2 separate regions of the Mus musculus genome follow, and region 1 is linked to region 2. The links are chromatin contacts, called in public Hi-C maps. All regions are on one chromosome and are shown on one strand. The core of a region is the stretch at or near the end of the contact, and the rest is flanking DNA. Distances in the headings are between cores, read along the strand shown.

Region 1 (6,541 bases), core at 913-3,412, 73 kb after region 2:
GAGAGCAAAGAAGATATGGAAGAAGACTAGACAAAAAGCAAAAGGCAAATGGGAGGGGAAGGAAATAGAAAGGAAGTGGAGAGTGGAAGGGAGGGACGGGAAAGGAAGGAGTCTCAGCCCACAGAAGCATATTTTCATAGTTACCCTAAGATCTTTCCACTTGGAGACATAAAACATAAACTTGTACAGAATCCAAGACCTTGAAAGGACAATAAAGATATGTGTGCAATGCACGCCTGAATGCGAACATCCTCAAGAGCTTGTATAGGTCAGCTGTGTGCTGTGAGGAATGGTGGACAAAACTCCAAAATGTTATTTAGAAGGCATTTTTTTTATTCCCTTGGAAGACTCTTATAAAAGTGGGGCCAGATTCTTCCTGACATATTTCCTAAACATTTTATGATGAAAACATTTAATGCCCCAAAAGTTGAAAGACTTAGATGGCAAACATCCTTATACCCGCAACCATTCCACAGTATTTGCTGTCACGTATTGCATATCCACCCACTTCTCCACCCTGAATTAGTTCTACGTCCTTTCTGATGCACTTCAGGATAACTCTCACCCATGGCTGTGAAAAGAAGAAAAGTTACTAAAGAGGAAGTTGAGCATGAAAAGATGAAGTCAGGATGATGGGAGAAAAAGTGAACTTATCGGGATTCTACAACTATTGCCTAGGAATGCAGTAGACCTTCCATATGCAGAATCTGCCCTTGCAGTTACTAACCACAGCCTGGAAATGTTAAATTGAAAACTGCAAAAAGTAAATCATGTTTTAGGTCATTTGCCAAACTGACACCTTGTTTCATTTTTCTGACTTGCCCAGGTCATCAATCTATTTTGTTTCCAGTATCCACGCTGTATATATTACTCTTCCACTGATCATTAAAATAATCTTGGTACCCGACATGACTCGTGAAATATCACAATGCTTGTGTTCAAGTAACTCTTAGGTAGCAACCTACCACTATGTTGCAATGTCTTTGTCATCTCACATCTGATCACATGGAGATTTGATCATGTCATACTACCCCAAGAAACATTAGTACAGTATGTTGCCTTTACATTTATTACAGCATACCGTGGTAACTGTTCTATTTTACCACTAACTATTATTAATCTTTTAATTGTGCCTAATTAATAAGTTAAACTTCACCACAGACATACATGTAATTTTATAGGAAAAAAATCGACTAAGTTTTAGAATCCCTTTCTAACACTGCTTGGGACCAGACATGGTTCTGATTTTGTACTTTTTAGGATTGTGAAATATTTGCAAACTTTAGAAACTGTGAAACTTTGAACGTCACTTTGGAACTTGAAAAAGTTTTGTCCTCAGAGCATTCCAGAGCTGGGGCTTTCATGCAAGAGATGCTGGCTTGAATATTCATGATAGAGTAGTGTCTGTCTGTAGGTTTAATCATCATTGGAGGTCTTGAAAAAAATCCTCATGGAGAAGGAATCCCTGTGCAGACTGTGGAACATAAGCAAACACATATTCTCTTGGTCTTCTGTACTTCAGTAATGGACTTTTCCCTAGACATTTGCCTTCATTAAAAAGAGAGAGGCCGGGGCGTTGGTGGCACACTCCTTTAATCCCAGCACTCGGGAGGCAGAGGCAGGCAGATTTTGGAGTTTGAGGCCAGCCTGGTCTACAAAGTGAGTTCCAGGACAGCCAGGGCTATACAGAGAAACCCTGTCTCGAAAAAAAAACAAAAAAAGAAAACCACCACCCCCCCCCCCAAAAAAAAGAAGAGAGAGGGAGAGGGAGAGGGAGAGGGAGAGAGAGAACCACATTCAATATTCAATGAAGGAGAGACAGAGATACAGGGGGGGTGGGTCCTGAAATCCTCCCCTTGCATCATACCTGGTGTGTCTACCCTGCAGTGAGACTTCAGTTTGCTTGCTGCCTCCCAACAGCTTGCATTCTTAACTGTGCATTTCTGGAGAGCACACCCAAGGGAGCTTTTGAGTTCTGCACACATTTAGGCAAGAAGAAAGGAACTACTCACAAAATCAAAGTTTCTCTGGAAAAGGAGCCAGGGCTCCCAGAACACAAGAGGAAGGGTTTTTCCCAATAAAGTCAGAAGGGGAGGAGTTGAGCGCCTGAATGGAGGAGTCAGGACCCAGAGCAAGACAGCAAGGGCATTCAGAGCATGGAGTAACTAATGGATTTCAGCCTTGTCAGGCCACGGCCTTCACACATTTCTGATTACAGGGCCTCAGTGTATGACCTTGCACTATCACCATGGCAAATGCAGTTAGACTCACCCTTGTCACAGTAGCCTGTATTTCTGCTGGGTTACCTGAGGACAGGAACATAAAACTTGCTCAGATAAGGGTCCTGAGCATCCCAGCAATCTCACCCATTATCCCTGTGCTCATTTGCATGCGCTCCTCCTAGATTGCATCAGTTAGCAGACGCTTTTATAGGTGTGCATTGTGCTGTCAGCTTGCTTTACAGCACAGTTAGCCCATAGACGCTTACAATGAATGAGCTTCTCACCAGTGCTCACAAACACATTAACAGGGAGCAGGTAGCAAATTATTCAGGGCTCCGCATAATCTGCACTTATGTAAATACCAGGTTCTTAGTAGGCTGGGATTGTTTAAAAGTCCCTCATCATTTGTCGGGTGGTATGTCAGCTTAATGGGTCCCCATGCTCATTTGTGGGCCACCATCTCCCACTAAAATGTCTGCATTGTCTGACTGCTCACTGCGCTTCCAGGATCCCACCATGCCTAGACATGAGTTAAACTTAAAGCCTAGGTATTTGAACCTCTATTTCTTGGAGGGTCTACTAAGGAATTCTAGAGAAAAGATGCAGATGTGAGCAATGATGAAGAAAGCAAGTCTGGGTCAAATTCCAGTCTCCCTTCTACTTACCAGCTGTGTAATTTGGGACACATTGCCTCAGTTTCCTGATCTGCAAGTAGAGATAATAACTAGATCAGGCATGAGTATGAAATGAAAAAAAGAGCATTGGTTGACAGCAAACTTAGCACTGAACTGAGAGATGCGAAGAATTTTACATGAACTTAATTTATCCTCAGTGCCACCTCACCTCCCATAGGGCCTGGCTCTTGTTTCAGTAACTCCATCTGCAAACTAAACTCTACCCCCAGAGGTTTAAAGGGACAGCTGGTCAGTGACAGCTCCTTCCCAATCCGTGATCCTTTCCTAGAGCTACTGTGCCACAGTGCTGGTTTCAGGGACCAGAGAGGAGAGGAGTTAGTGTTCTGAGAGTAGGGACTCCAGAGAGGTAAGTGTGCCACAGTGTATGTGTGAGGGAGACAAGACCACTGGACCGTTCGCTTCACGGTAGCACTGGAGTAGCCACATCCCCTAGCTGTTATTGCTACAAAACAGTAAGTTACAGGGTCCATGGGATAGGAGCCCAGTGTGGACAAACAGGGTCCTCTGCACAGTCACGGTGTGCAACAGGCCATGGTCCCTTCTAGGCTCGAAATCACCTTCATGTTCATACTGTGGCAGAATTCAGGTGCAGAAAACAAGTGCCTTTCTGATAGATGGGTTACCTGAGAACTAGCTGGGACTTCAATTGTGAAGAGCTTAGACGATCTGATTATTAGAGCTGGTCAGACTGGCCATACCAACCTCTCTGTCTTTGGGCATATTTGAAAACTCTCTCAAATAAAAAGCAAGGAGAACAAAGGAAACCTGCTGAGAACTGAAAGGTTTGACACCTTTAAGTTGAATTTTACATAGAATCCCAGCCAAAAGGAACAAATGTTTCTTGAGCTCTCTTCATGTGCTGAGTTCTAAGCCCAATATGCTGTATATAAATTATATCCTCAAAGGAGGCATTAGAGCCCATCTTGCAGACAGAGATACTGAGGCTGAGATAAATAAGTGGGGGACTGTCAGGATCTATCCTCTGTGCTGGACGCTACTGTAAGATAAACTGAGGACTATAGAACAGACCATAGAACAATAAGCTGTGTACAAAAGCATAAAAACTAGCATAGACTTGATAAAAAACAGACACAAGACAGGGTCCCCTCAGGGAAAAGTGGGGCCAGAAATGGATCAAAGAGGAGTTCATAGAGGCAGAAACTACCAGAACAGAAGGGACACAAACATGACACCATGTGAAAACCTGATAAAGCTTGTGGTAGGGATGGAGGCGTTCATTATAGTGTTTGCAACACATTTCAGAATGTGCTAGAAATATGCATAATAAAAATAAAAATAAACAGATGAAACACACAAAGGACTCAGGGATCAGTTATGGCTTTGATCACCAACATAATTCTCCTCAGGAAATGTCCATGGGTGAATCTCTGCCTGCTGCAGTTACAAACATGCCTCATGGGTACATGTCTTGAGAGGGTCTTTGAAGCTGGTTGATAGAGTCCCAGCTAGACAACAGGAAGTTTACAGTTCAGGAAAAAAAATATATTCCAGCTGTGGAAACCAGGAGCCATGCTGTGCAGGACCCAGTATACTCCAGGAGACAGAGAAGCAAGTGTCTTCAGCTGGGCAGTCACACAGGCCTAGAAGATGACCTCAAGAAGGACATACTTTTGAGAGATGAGGAGATGATCATGGGTGCTTCTTGCTCTCAGAAACCCATAAAGTGTTCTAAAGATGTCATTCCATCAGTTATCTGGAAAATAACCGGTGTGTAGCTATAACTATAGCCGTTTAACAAATGAGGTTGACTAGGGCTCAAAATGATTATAGGATCTATTAAAAATATGCAAGAGGACACTGAAGCATTCATGTTTTTCTATCCAGATCTTCTGTGATAAATGCAGCTGCTCTTATTCTACCACTATGCATCCCTCTGGGAGTTCCTTCCTACCCAAGAAAAGCTCTTCCTCTCTACCTATATATATCAAGACAGACCCAAGAGTGTGTTACCTGGAAGACTGAGGAAGGCAGAGGGAAGAGTTGGCTCAATCAGTAAAGTGCTTGCCAAGCAAGCATAAGGATCCGAGGATGATCAGTCTAGAGCCCACCTATAGAACACAGGCATGGTGGGTACTTTTCCAGCTGGAGGCAGGGTAGGTGAGAAACAGGTGAATCACTATAGATTACTGGATGGCCAGTGAGAGATCATGTCTCAGAGAACAAGATGGGTAGCATCACAATTAATGACTTCGGCAGTTGCCTTCTTGACTTTTTACACACACACACACACACACACACACACAAACACACACACACACACACACCAACTAAGGAAGAAGAAGGGAGAATGTGGCAAAAGGGAAGTCAAAGCCAGGGGCAATCAAGAAGGCAGTATGGCCCAGGAGTCTCCTGAGATGACAGGAGAGGAGGATGAGGGGTCACCTACACTAGATGTGTATGGACAGCAGTTCCTTCTTGGTCCCCAAGACTTTGGATGCCCCAGAAAAGAGAGTCTATCTGAACAAAAGAAGGGGCATGGAAGGGGGTGGAACTAAGATCAGCTCCAGGGATATTAACCATCAGGTGCTTGGGCACCTATGATAAGTGCTTTCCACAGCAATGAGCAAATCTGGTTGGTCAGTGGGTACAATTGCTACCTCGTGCTTCAGACAAGTTACAGAAAGGCCCCGGTCTCTGTTCTTGCACGAACACTGACTTTTCCATAGGAAGAGTCTGTTCAGCTCTTCTCTTCCCCAGAAGGAATTTCTCAGTGAGGAAAAAAAAAAAAAAAGAAAAGAAAAAAAAAAAGAAAAAGAAAAACAAATAAACAAAAACTGAAAAAGACCAATGGTGTGGTAGACACTTAAGCATGTAAATTCACTCCAAAGAAAGAGTTAAAGTGCTTTCTAATATAAATTGGTTTTCGGTATTTCAGTGCCAATATAATTAGATTGTAACAAGCAAAGCCCTGTAACATAACACAGCGAAAATTTAAAAATTTGATTCTGCCTGGCAAACAACCAAGTCCCTGCGTGTGCGCAAACCTGACATTAATAAGCTACAAGAGATTACATGATTTAGAAAAGAAGCACGTGGTGTTACCAAATCAAATAATAGATCTCTAGGCTATAATTAGGAGAATTGGGACTCAACAATGAAGTCATAATACTGTAATTTAGCTGTGAGTAACAGAGCCACAAAGTCACATTAGGAGGTGGGATGGTGCAGCGGTGGCATGTAGCTCCCAGTGGGGCTACCGCTCCAGTATGTCACACACAGCCACCTGTTGCTACCAGGAAGCCACATCACGGATCCTGGCCCTTGGCAGTTTCATGGGAACCTCATAGTGCTTTAGAAACACTACCTTCAGGGGGAAGTCCCCAGGGAGAACGGAGAGGGAGAAGAGCTACTGCCAGGGCGATACTGGGCAAATTGGTCCCTCGGCATGCTTTGAGGTCTAACAAAGAACATATTATAAACATAGAAACATAAACAAACCAAAACAAACACCATGAAAAAGAAAAAGAGAGAGTGAGAGAGTCCACCAGTACCGTTTATAGTCCCCAGGCTGCAGGGGATTGTCAGGTTGGGCGAGCACATTTTTCCTTTGAAATCATTTCTACTTAGACCAGACAAGGCTATACTCAGCCACCTCCTGGCAGA
Region 2 (6,775 bases), core at 3,492-5,991:
CTGTAGACATTTGCTGGTGTACTAGTGAAGTATGTCACATTCAGGGAAGTAGGGAATTCAGAAGGGATAAGTGAGACAGAGAGAAAGAAACAAACAAAAAAAGGAACAGAGAGGGAAAAATTGAAAAGAAAGAAAGAAAAAGAAAGGAGAGAGAGAGAGAATGGCTGGAAGGGCAAGAAAGAATGACTACAGTGTGTGTGTGTGTGTGTGTGTGTGTGTGTGTGTGTGTGTGAGAGAGAGAGAGAGAGAGAGAGAGAGAGAGAGACCTTATGTCAGAGGTCCAAGATCCAAGGTCAGAGTACTGGGCAGTGGCAAGGCCTGCAGCAAGCCCTCGCAGATCACTACCCAGAGGACCGACCTGGAAGCTTTGTAAGTCTCTTTGACATTCTCCATTTGCCTTATGGCTGCTAGAAGCAAAAGTGGAGTAGATGCCTCTAGGGACAGTCACATCACAGAGAGCCTCCATCTCTCTTCCCAAGCTGCTCTCTGAAAAATACCCTCACATGGCTTTAGGACCTTCAGTGTGCCAGGCAGGAAGTGGGGGAGACCCATCAAGCAGAGCCGCTGTTGTGTCTCGTCATGTGATTAGACCCACAAGAGGCACTGAACTGAGTGCCTTCCACACCAGAGCTGTGACACAGATGAGTCACCTCACCTCTTCAGCTGCCTGGCTCCTCATCTGGTGGGTGGGAGCAATAGTCCTTCTTGACCCCGTTTTGGCAGATTGCATTTAGAACACCTATCAAACAGTACAAATCCGGTGATGTTTAATTTCATGCAGATGTTTATGGGGGGGCATCAAAATCAAAAGAATCATGGGGGGGGGCTGATCTTAGAATGAAGATGTTGGAGAAGCTTAAGAGAGGATGACTAATGTGAATTCTTGGCTGATAATCGAAGGGAATGGGTCCGAGTTTAAGAAAAGTAGATTGTTTCATTCATTCATCATCTATTCATTAATTCAGTTATATGAGTGTCTCCTAAGTGCCAGGTCTAGGGATGCAGAGGTGTTAGAAGCATAATCCACCCTGGTTCACACAGAGCATGCAGTCCTCAGAAAATTAGACACTGCACAGATGCGCATAGAACATAAACGTGTAACTACACACTGTGAGGTGTTTGTTCTATGAGACAGAGAAAAATAGTCTATAACCCTGGAACACGGAACTGAGCAGTGTGGAGGGGGTGTCCTTGCTTCGCCCTTGCTCCTTCTCTCCACTCATCACCTGCCATCCAAAGTCTGACATCTCTGCTCCAAGCTGATTGGTGGTGCCGGGAAGGAGCAGGACCCTCAGAATGCACAGATTGTCCATAATCCATGAGCATCCATGGTATCCCTCAGGTACCTTCATAGCCATCCTCACTGCAGCCTTCTCTGATGGCTCTCTGCTCATTGTGACCACTGCACTTACAGACTGTGAACGTTTTCAGTACAGGATACTGGTTTGTCCAAGATGAGGCTGGCCCTATGGCTGCTTGAGAGTTCAGGACTCTACGGAAAATCAAAGGTCCTTGTAGTAAACTCCGAAGGCCACGGCCCTACCTTATCTCTTGCTGGTGTCCTTTCCTCACCAAGCTTGGTCCATTTGGGTTTTCCCATGTTCTCCAGGCGGATCAAGATCTTCCCTGTTTTTTGGGCTATACGTCAGCTCTGGCTGATGTTGGCGACCCTCTTCTTTGCCTTCTTCACTTCATAACTCTCCATCTCTCCCTTTCTCTTTCTTTTCTTTTTTCCTGTCTCTTCTTCCCATGTCTTGTCTCACCTTATTTTAGTCTTTCCCACTTCTTTGTTTGTTTAGTTACTCTGCTGGTTAGGGTTCTTTTTTAAAGAACTAAATATAACACAGTGAGTTTCATTATGACATTTTTATATGTGTATGTCTTATCTTGTCCCCAAATTCCTATCTCACTTCATGCAACTAACTCCTACCTACCTTCATGCCTCTGTGTGTGTGTGAGTGTGTGTGTGTGTATGTGTGTGTGTGTGTGTGTGTGTGTGTGTGTGTGTGTGTGTGTAAACTAATGAGTTTAATTAGGGTTGCTTACAGGAGCATGGGTTTGAGCAGTTATTTTACAGGCGCTTGGGCACTTACCAGTGACTACACCACGGAAGAAAAAGATATCTCTCTCCTCCAGCAACTGCTAATCTTTGAGACAAGGTCTTGCCATGTAGCTCAGCTTGACTATAAACTCCAGATTCTCTTGGCCTCCATATTGCTGTTATTAACAGAGCACATCACTACCTGGTCCAGTTTGTTTTTCTTTCATCTTTTGTTTTTTATAATCAGGTCTATTGAACTGTACTTTGCATGCAATACCATCCCCTCCCTCTGAGAATGCAGACCTCTGGGCTTTGACTTGTATGTGCACACATTCAGCAAGACTGAGATCATGTGCCTGTTCCCCTTCATAGCTAGGCTCCTCCGTATACCCCAGGAAGCCACCATTTACCTCTTTCATACTTCAAGTTTGCATCAGACCACCTTCGACACAGACACCTCTCATTCAGAGCCCTATGCTGGCCCCATCTGCAGAAGGCCCACCCCACACCCCATACTTCTTTCAGATACCTTGGATATTCTTGCTTTAATATTCACTTCATCTGTACATCTATTTGTTGGGGTTGTTTTGGAAACAGAATCTCACTCACTGTATAGCCCCTTGCATTCTCTACATGGCCTTGAATTTTTAATGTAGACCAGCCTGGCCTCCAACTTCCTACAACCCTCTGCCTCTGCCTCCCAAGTGCAGAAATTGTAGGAATGTGGCCCCATGCCTGACTCATTTGTTCTGTCTTCATTTAACCCTATAAACTCTGTGAATGAAAGGTCTCAGTCTTCAGTTTCAGTCTTCAGTTCCACCCTTTTAACCCCAGAGCATTGTGTGTAGAACATTTATTGAATGGATAGACAGATAGATGGATGGATAGGTAGATAGGTAGGTAGGTAGGTAGGTAGGTAGGTAGATAGATAGATAGATAGATAGATAGATAGATAGATAGATAGATAGATACATGGTACTACTTTCTCCTGTGCAAGTAGCTATGATTGATAGCGTGACTGATTCTGAAATGATTTTAGCACTTAGGGAGCTAAAAGATGAAGGGAAATCTTGTGATAGTATGCAGATAATTGGAGCCTTGAATAATCCCTTACTATGCACTTGTAAAGCATCTACTGAATGCCAGGCTCGTTCCTGGTCCTTCGTATATCGTCATTCATTTCATACTATGACCAACTGTATGGAAAGCATGGTCGTTTTAGATTTAAAGATGAATAATATTGAGTATTTTTTTAAAAAAAAAAAGGGTTAAATAACTTCTGGCCAGCCAGAGTGCAATCAGATGCAGTAGTAATTTCAAGCTGAAGTTTTATCTGGTTCCAGAAAGAGAGACCTAAGAGAAAGACCATGAGGAAAGAGAGAAGAGAAGGGCCACGGGGAAAGAAGGTAGAGAGACTACGTGGAGAAACCCTGAGACAGTGTGTCCAGAAGAAGTCCTGATGAGCAGGTCACTGAGGGATTCACCATCAGTTCACCAGGAGAGAACAGACATAGGCAATGCTCGGACCAGAGCAAGATGGTGAGACTCAGCTTGAAGGTAAAGGGCCCTGGGGCTGAGCAACAGATAGCTTAGACTGTTAGAATAGATGAATACCTGCCAAGTCACAGAGGTTAAAGCTTGGTAATCAACTTAATAGATCTTTGTGTCAATTATTTGGGAAGTAGGACAAGAACACATACGACTTCAACTTTTAAATTACTACTACAGACAGGACTTCGGGCCCAAACAACACGTGTAATAGTTAAGACAAAGTAACATTAGGGCAAGTAAAAGAGAAAAAGGTTGAAGGCATGCCCTGGTCAGGGAGGTCAGACTCCAGCACAGATTAAGGTCTAACCAGGAGAATCAGAAATGGGAACATTCACTGTAAATTTTACATCTGATCCTTTCTGAGGAACCTTTTAACCCCAGGGGAAACCTTTTCAGACCTCCCAGGTGTCACCCAAGTAAGATATAGCACAAGGGTTCAAGAGGTCTGGTAGAATTGTTCCCACACAACGCAGTTCCGGAACACTCTGGAAACTGAGGCTTTAAGCAGATGCACCCAGAGTCGCTGCTCTGGCTCCCCAAGGACACTTCCAAGAGGCTTGCAGTTCTCATCTATGGACAGTAGGTGGCAGTAGGTCGTGAGAAATGTGGGTTCTCCTGGGCCCTGGCTATGGAGACCTAGCCTGCAGAAAAACGCGGCTGGGCTTGAGTTGCGCCTGGGAGCACACCCCCCGGGGGGGGGGGGGGGGGAGTGGGCCGCACTGCCCAGGTCAGCGAGGATCTTGCGGGTGGGGGCTCCATTGGCTCCTGCAGCGTTGTAGTCATGGGGAGTTCCCAAAGAGCGCCCAACCCATCCTGCCTCCCCCATCAGACCTTGTGCCAGGCGTGGATTCCCCTGCCTGGGCAGACAACCTGGTTTTGTTGTTGTTTGGTGGGAGAGGGGAGCGCGGAGGGAGCACAAAAGTTTACTTTTTATTTTCTAAGCTAAAGAATAAACCTCTGTTCAGGGGGACATGGCTGTATCCATATAGCTCACGTCTGGCTGCACAGAAGTGAGGTGTGCTTTTTCCTTCCCGTGGTACCAATGCCTGATGGGGTTCCCTGGGGGAGACACCTGTTTTATCCAGACCTCTGGTCTGCACTTACAACAAGGATCTCATGGCGCTGTTGTCTTGACCTTAGTAGCAGCCAGCTTTGCACCACTTGGATGCAGTATGTCCCAGCAGGGCAGTGGCTGAGAAGCTGCAAATATGATTCTCTCAGGACCTGGCCTCTTGGCTCTACCAGGACCTGGGCATTAGCCTACCCAGGCTGGATCTAGACCTCTGAATACTCTTTCATTTAACACCTGCACAAATCCTGCCATCCTCCCTTCCACCCCTCCCACATTGAAAGAGTCTCTCTCTCTCTCTCTCTCTCTCTCTCTCTCTCTCTCTCTCTCTCTCTCTCTCTCTCTCTCTCCTGGCAAACTCTTACAGTTGCCATAAGGCAAGTGGAGACTGAACACGGAGATCTCTGGGTGAGTATTTGTTAAAGGTTACAGAGCCAGTAGTCCAGTGCCTGACCTCAAACCCCAGGCTTCAAGGCATCCTTCACCTCCCACCCCTCTGCCTGCCAACAACAGGGCTGCTTCCGGGGCTCCCGGGCCAGGCCAGCCAAGGAAGCACAGACAGCCCCAGTGCATCTTTCTCTCTCGATCAGTGGGCAAATTAATTCACGCTATCTTTACATTATGTATAATGCTGCATGATTTTATTTTGCTTCATTCCCGAAATCTTTTACAGTAATTAGTAGCCGAGTAAAATATAAAAATTAATGCAATATAACACTTTAATGGTAATAATACACCATCCTGTCTAATTAATAAAATCTGTTGTTTCCAAGCACGGTTATTTATTTGACAAATTGATGGCACACATCCTGTTCATATCCCCTTTCCCGGCTCCCATCCTTTCAGTTTATTGAATAAAATTGTATCAGGAAAATAAACAGATTGTCTTCTGACCTGACAAGCGAGTGAGGAAAAACCCCTCACTCACACAGCCCTAATTGTTCTCAACAATATTCGCTAACATGCATCAAGAGGGCTTGGAAATGAAGCCTCATTTCCTAGCTCCTGTATTTTTTCCATTTAATTTAAATCTTTATAATTGTGTCTTCTTATTTTTTAGGGACTGGGGACCTAGCGAGTTTGAGGGGTGAGCTTTGTCCCTGTGGGCTGTCATTCTGATGGCCTTAACAAGCAGGGATGGTTCCCACTCTGCATAGAGATCAGAGTGGAGAGCTAGGCTCTTCTGAGCCCTGGTGGAGCACACTGAAGTCACCTCCAATGTGGCAGAAGAGGACCAGATAGGGAGCCGGGGACAGTCATATTGGAGGACTGTCATTAGGGATTAAAAGGGACATGGAAGGAGGGGTTCGGGCAGGATTCTGAGGCTTGGTGACGTCTGCTGGTGGGAGTGGAGCAGGGAACAATGTCCAGCCCGAGCGAGCATGTGCCGTTGGAACAGAGTGCTGATCTAATTACAGAGCCACTCTGTGCTCCCTCTCTCATGTAAGACAGGACGTTTATATGCTAAGTGTGAAAACATGAAAGCCTTAAGCTATAAATAGAACGGCAGAGATGGAGGGAGACGCACACAGAGGAAGAGAAGGCAGAAAGAGGAAGTAAAGGAGAGACTTGCCCCTTGCAGGTTAATTTCTAGCGTTTTTCCCTGAAAGAAAAATGATGTGCTGTGGTTGGTGTTCAGGAAGAGCCCCCGTCACCAGCTTTTAAGCTACATTTACTGCAAGAGAAAAGGCCCCCAAGTGCACACACGTGAGGACTCATCCGCTCTGGTGAAGTGACTTCTACACCAGAGAGACATCCACACAGAGACACAGAGTGCAGCCATGTGTGAGCGTGACTATGGAGTCCACACCACTGAATCAACACAGTCCCGCCCTGTCTAGGATGCCTAGAACATTGTACTGGGCCACCACAGTAACAACGTCTTTCCCTGAGGTCTGTGCGGGAGTCTGGGGGTGCTGGCCCTTCCTTGTCATTTCTCCTGATCGGCCTCTTCACCTTCACCACTATTGTATGCCAATGCCTTATCTTAATAATTCTTACCATAATGATCAAAAGCTTAAATAAGATTTATCCACGCAGAGGTCACTGATACCTTCTGACTAACACCCAGGTACACAGAAGGTGATCAATAAATGCCATGGGAACCAGCACCT

The links. A called contact is a pair of places that touch in the nucleus more often than the background predicts.
Region 1: a contact with region 2 is called in a Hi-C map of muscle stem cells, with 1.5 times the contacts expected there. The contact joins two enhancer-like sites. A contact is called at or near these places in 1 of 15 datasets of contacts at CTCF or cohesin (CD8 T cells), 6 of 484 Hi-C or Micro-C datasets (Sertoli cells, cerebellum, liver and 2 more) and 1 of 115 datasets of contacts at active chromatin or transcription factors (embryonic stem cells).

What each region holds. Positions count from the first base shown.
Region 1 is chr7:115,288,784-115,295,324 of GRCm38.p6, forward strand. No RefSeq gene overlaps it. Among named protein-coding and RNA genes, the nearest start is that of Gm45999, 110 kb to the right of the region's middle. Within about 2 kb of position 2,163, at least 9 of the 459 cell types and tissues checked have an H3K27ac peak or open chromatin away from gene starts, as enhancers often do. A contact at or near this core is called in Sertoli cells and muscle stem cells, where this site is marked.
Region 2 is chr7:115,212,775-115,219,549 of GRCm38.p6, forward strand. No RefSeq gene overlaps it. Among named protein-coding and RNA genes, the nearest start is that of Gm34282, 84 kb to the left of the region's middle. Within about 2 kb of position 4,742, at least 140 of the 459 cell types and tissues checked have an H3K27ac peak or open chromatin away from gene starts, as enhancers often do. A contact at or near this core is called in Sertoli cells and muscle stem cells, where this site is marked.